Regions from separate parts of the Mus musculus genome. Here region 2 is linked to region 1. Evidence: chromatin contacts called from public promoter capture Hi-C data. All regions are on one chromosome and are shown on one strand. Each heading gives the region's core, a stretch centred on a gene start, on an enhancer-like site or on the middle of the called end of the contact. The rest is flanking DNA. Distances are from core to core; before and after follow the strand shown.

Region 1 (2,707 bases), core at 141-2,640:
AAAACCTCCCCTCCATTTTCGTTCCTGTGATTCCTGTCACAGAAAACTAAAACAATCAAAAGAATGTCTCCAGTGCTCCCAGCGTCTCTCACTCACTCAGCCTTGCCTCTCTTTACTCTGGTTGTTGGATCTGCCATGTGCGTGATTTCACACCATCTACACAAGATGTCACCACCCCAGTGTCAACCCCTTCTTGACACTATCACTTTGTTTCTTGTGACTAATCATTTTTTTGTCACACATAAGCATCCTATTTCATCAGTTTGCAAAATTGCTCAGTTCTGACTCCCTTCCAGTGCATTCTTTCCTGCCCCCTTGCTGCAAAGCCCTCAACCAGTTTATTTTCACTGCTTCTCATCCCTCTCCGTCCTCTGCCTGAAATCCTATTCCAGTCACATCTTTATGCCACGCTACTTTACCTTTTGTCAAGATTGCCAGTGACTGGGCTGGAGAGATGGTCAGCTGTTAAAAGCACTGACTGTTCTTCCAGAGGTCCTGAGTTCAATTCCCAGAGACCACACAGTAACTTATTACCATCAATTATGTGATCTGACACCCTTTTCTGGCATGCAGTTTATGTACTCATATACATAAAATAAATCAATAAATCTAAAAAAAAAAAGATTGCTAGTGGCATTCACATAGCTCGATATGATGGTCCTCATCTCCCTGGACCAACTTGGAGTGTTGCATACCATTGGTGATTTCATTTTTCTGAAGATGCTCTTGGCATTTGCGTTCCTGGCCCCACATTCCTAGTGTTCTTCCCACCTCACTCACTGCTACTTCTCACTTACTTTGAATTCTTCTCTGTTTCCATCTCTCCTCCCCTCCCCCTCCTCTTCTTCCTTGTTTTTCTCATTATTGGACAGTGAACCTAGAGAACCTCATGCATACCAGGTGAGCATTCTTCCACTGAGCTTCTCTCTCTCTCTCTCTCTCTCTCTTTCCTCTCTTTCTCCCTCCCTCTCCCCCTCCCTCCCTCTCCCCCTCTCTGTCTCTCTCTTTTCCCTACTTTTCATTTTGGAATAGGGTTTCACTAAGTTGTCAGGTTGGCCATGGAGTCACTTTGGGTCCCAGGTCAACTTAGAACATTTGATTCTCCTGTCTCAGCCCCCCCCAACCCCCCCCCCCCAAGTAGCTGTGACTACAGGGTTGCACCACTAATCCAGCTCACCTTAAACAATTTACTTTGAAATGTCTAGGTTTGGAATCACCCAATTCTGTTTCACCTAAATGTCAGACTCTAAATCTCCCTCTTGCCTAGGCCTTTCTTTCAGGCATCAAACTCTTAGATGATGATTCGTGGCTACTTAGCTAGGCTTCAGCTCTTATGCAGTGGATGCTGTGCTGCTTTGGCCACACCCCCTCAGCCCTCTCTAATAATTGCCCTGAGCTGCTGTGCTCTGGGAGGCCTCCTTCCTTGAGGTGACTCCTATCTAATGCCTCCTTTAGGTGAGAGGTACAAAGGCTGACTCTAGAAATATCGCACACTGCACAGGGTCAGTAGAAGTTTCTATTACGGAAATGTTCATTCAGTCTCTGCAAACACTAATCTCCGTCTCAGAGTCTGTTTCCTGGGGAACTTGACTCAAAATAAAAAATGTCACAAATGATCCTAGGAAACAGGGTCTGGAAAGGATTATGGAGATAGATTGCTAGCACATTAGCTGGGAACGAAGCTACGAGCCCAGCTGGTACCTGGAGTGTTTGGAGCATTTTGCAGTAATTTTAAAAACTGTCATCATAGATTGTTCTATGAGTGACTGAGCTGTGTGTGGAATACAGTACGGCATGAATATATAATAATTTATGCATTTCTGTATGTATGCACATTGGATATGATTGCTTTTCAAAGCAGTCTTTGAAATGTGTATTTATACTGTCACACAACAAAGAAAATTGCAAGATTGTTATTTCTAGGAGAAGCAACTAATTGTATAAATTCTCCTCTTTCGCCATTTCCACAGGCCATCTCCTGAGGACTCAGTTAGTATCCAGTGTTGTCTAAGGTAACCATTCTCCCTCAAGAGTTAAGGATAGGAGAATTTGGAGGTTGTCTTATAACTCAAGAGAGTGTAAATATTTTTCTTTTCTGAATGAGTGCTGCAAGAAAAAATGAAAAATATGTCCACAGAAGATTTGTGCAAAAATATTTACAGCGGTTTATTTTTAATAACTCTAAGCTGGAAACAGCCCAACTTTCTATCAAGAAAGTGAATGGACACCTTGCAGTGCACGCATACGCCAGAGCATCAATCAGAATGAAGAAGAAGTGGATTATTGGTACATAAAGCCCCCTAAAACAATTGCTTATATTCTGAAGTTCCGTGTTTGCATGTTCATCTCCATTAGATTGTGAAGATTAAATAAGTCGTAGAGGGGATCAGGGTGGGGAAAGGGAGGTTATGTCAGAATGAACCGCAGCCTCTGTGAGCAAGGGACGTTGTTGTTGTTTTAAGCCTTCAAGACAAGCCCTGGTTGTCCTGGAACTCACTCTGTAGAGCAGACTGGATTTGAACTCAAAGAGATATGCCTGCTTCTGCCTACTGAGTTCTGGGATTAAAGGTGTGGGCCACCATGCCTAAATTTGAGAAAAAGAATTTTAGGTTGTGAGCCACTATGCGGGCTACTAGGAGAGAACCTTGGTTCTCTGTAAGAGCAGCAAGTGCTCTAAGGTACCGAGTCATCCCTCTAGCCCCTGGCT
Region 2 (2,707 bases), core at 99-2,598, 320 kb after region 1:
GAGGACAGCACACTTTGGGTGCACGCGGTTTCCTAGCCCAGTGATGTAAGGCATAGAGCGTTTATTAGGAATGTACAGATAGTGGGTGTGGCCATGTGTGTGACTTTTCAACGTCCAACTTGTATATGTTAGTATAAAGGACAATGCGTGAAAATTGCCCTGTGTTATTTGCCGGTGGTGTTTTGTGGATACTGAGCAGAACACCTGAAAGTATTTTGAAAAGTTACCTGTTGTGTCTATTGTTGAGTTTTGTTTAATAACAGAGCATTGCTTTGCCTTATATACTTATATATTGAAGCAAATCTGAGTTATTAAAATAATCTACTACTAAAATGTTTTCTCTGGAGCTATAAAATGTAAAATTTTAAAACAATAAAAACATAGTTCATTTAATTTTGTAAATTTAACCTGAATGCTTTTCACTTTTAAGTATAATCCAGATACCATGAATTTATCTTTTTTTTTTTTCTTAGTATATTGAGTTTTAGAACCATTGTCACCTCAAAAGAAGGACTATCTCCATCCCTTTCTCCTTTGTCCTGTGTCCGTCAAAGCTTCTGCGGTATAGCTTTGCCTTTTCCAGACAGTTGGTATAAATATAACCACACATTGTGTGGCTTCTTTCACTGTAGCAGGCTGCCTTCCAGGGCTCAGCCTTGTTGAAACATGTATCAGTACTTTGCTTCTGTTTGTGGCTGAGCAGAAGTCCACGGTATGACAGTTCCTTTTTGCTTCTCCATCCGTTGTTGACAGACATTTGGGTTTTGTTTCCTCTTTGGGGCTCTCATATATATTGCTTATAAACAGTTACGGTGAGGTTCTTGCGTGGGCTTATATTTTATCTGAGTTGTTACGCTCAGTAATGTGATTACCGGGTTACAAAGTTTGTTTAACTATTTGAAGACAGCTGTACTGTTTTTCAACGTGTTTATACTATGGTGCATTTCTGCCCACAATGGGAACACCGTAGTTTGGGGCTTTGAGTTTCTCCACGTTTCCTCCAGTCTTTGCTGTTTCAGAGACAGACAGCCATCCCAGTGAGTACGGAGCGTGGTCCTTGACTACACTGCATGCTCTTGACTGCAGCTGCGTGTGTTCTGTCTGCTGTAATCGTTATGGACCTAGAGTGTATAACGTTGCAGTCTGTCACTTTGGCAGGGAAAAAAATATGAACTCTAATCTCTTCACACTTTGTCCACACATCATCTTAACCACTCTCATTTTTATCTCCTCAAAAGCATTGTCAATGAAGAAGACATTTATCTGTGGATAAGTAAACTGACCAAAAAAAGGGGATCTGTCCAAGGTCACATGGCTGACAGCTGGTGGTGGTTGCCTGGAGCCTGGGCCCTGGCCTCTCATCTCTTCCTTACGTCACGCTGCCCGTTGAGAAGCTTCCTGGTCCATGCTCAGGTTGATTCAGACGTTTCTTTTTTACCCTGACAGCTCCAGCTGCAGTAGGCCACGAGTTCTTACGCTCCAGGACTTGTATTGCATTAAGATCAACGACTGTGCAGTCATAGCTCCCCCACGCATCCTCACTAATGCTTCAAGTTTCTTCACATTTGCATAAATATTTTTCAGACCTGTCCAGCTCACCCCCTGGGCCTTACGGTCAAGAAATGTATGTGTTTCGATCTGAGGAGAGATTCAAATCCCCACCCATCCTGCCCCCTCACCTACTCCAAGTTATTCTTAACAAGGACACGAATATTTCAGTGAGTATCCTGAGCAGGTTGCTAGAGCATGTGGGGATCCTTAGGACCATCAAGGCCAAAATTAGTAACCTCGGGCTGGAATTGTGTCACAGTTGTGTCATGATTACGGCAGTCGGCCGTGTGCACATCAGCACAGCACGGTGGAATCCTTTTTCCCAGACTGAACTATAACTTCTTTAGGTACCATTTGCAAACTTTATAGATGTCTGTTTCTAGTTTAATCAAAACCAAACTGCTAGAGTTGGTATGTGTTCTGACTTCTATTACAATACAAGATAAGGGGTACTCTCATTGGGGGAAACCCAGAAGTTCACAACTTTATATTAAATATTTTTAACCACGATTTCACTTAGTTGATAGTTCCTTGGAAGATTTTTTTTTTTCCCTTTAACCAAACCATCTGCATTTCTAAGCAAGGTTTTTGTTTTAATTCTCTTAGAGAAAATTAGCGGATGTTGGGGCTTAGCATTTCTGTGCTAGTCTGAGGATTTTTCGATCTTATCATCCGGGAATGCATGGCTTGTGGGAGACAAAGTATTCCTATTTAGAGTTCCCAACATTCCAGAGAGCTCTGGGGAAGAGTAAGCTGTTTGTTTTGTCTGTGTTTAATCACATTTGGCGCCGGGGGTGTCTTTTCTCCTAGTGTGACCCAGCCTTACTTCCTGAGCCCAATCATGTTATGCTGAACCATCTCTATGCACTGTCCATTAAGGTAAGTGGCGGCCCCGGTCCTCCACAGCCTCCCCGTGGAAGGGTAAGGGTCCCTCCAGCTCTTCAGCGGTAACTCACTCGCTGCTGCTTCTAAAGCTGCACTTGGCCCTGACGGTCAGATGGTAGATGGGCCGTCTCTTCCTAACTTGCAGGCCGTTGGATTTAAACCTCAGACTCTGGTCTGTGCGGGGACTGAGCTGTCAGTCATGGAGTCTTTCTGCTTCTAAGTTCCTTTGGGTGGCTGGACCCTTTGTCTCATCTGTTTCCTTAAGCTTGAG

The links. Capture Hi-C pulls out chosen DNA fragments and counts their contacts.
Region 2: a promoter capture Hi-C map of pancreatic islet shows a contact between it and region 1. The contact joins two enhancer-like sites. A contact is called at or near these places in 2 of 39 promoter capture datasets (hippocampal neurons and stem cell-derived epiblast-like cells), 1 of 115 datasets of contacts at active chromatin or transcription factors (microglia) and 1 of 9 other capture datasets (pancreatic islet).

The regions. Positions count from the first base shown.
Region 1 is chr3:97,348,176-97,350,882 of GRCm38.p6, forward strand. No RefSeq gene overlaps it. Among named protein-coding and RNA genes, the nearest start is that of Gm40101, 19 kb to the left of the region's middle. Within about 2 kb of position 1,391, at least 3 of the 459 cell types and tissues checked have an H3K27ac peak or open chromatin away from gene starts, as enhancers often do. A contact at or near this core is called in pancreatic islet, where this site is marked.
Region 2 is chr3:97,664,998-97,667,704 of GRCm38.p6, forward strand. It overlaps Prkab2 (protein kinase, AMP-activated, beta 2 non-catalytic subunit), which reads left to right. Exons shown (of 8, transcript NM_182997.2): 6 at 1,585-1,718; 7 at 2,362-2,430. Among named protein-coding and RNA genes, the nearest start is that of Prkab2, 8.1 kb to the left of the region's middle. Within about 2 kb of position 1,349, at least 31 of the 459 cell types and tissues checked have an H3K27ac peak or open chromatin away from gene starts, as enhancers often do. A contact at or near this core is called in pancreatic islet, where this site is marked.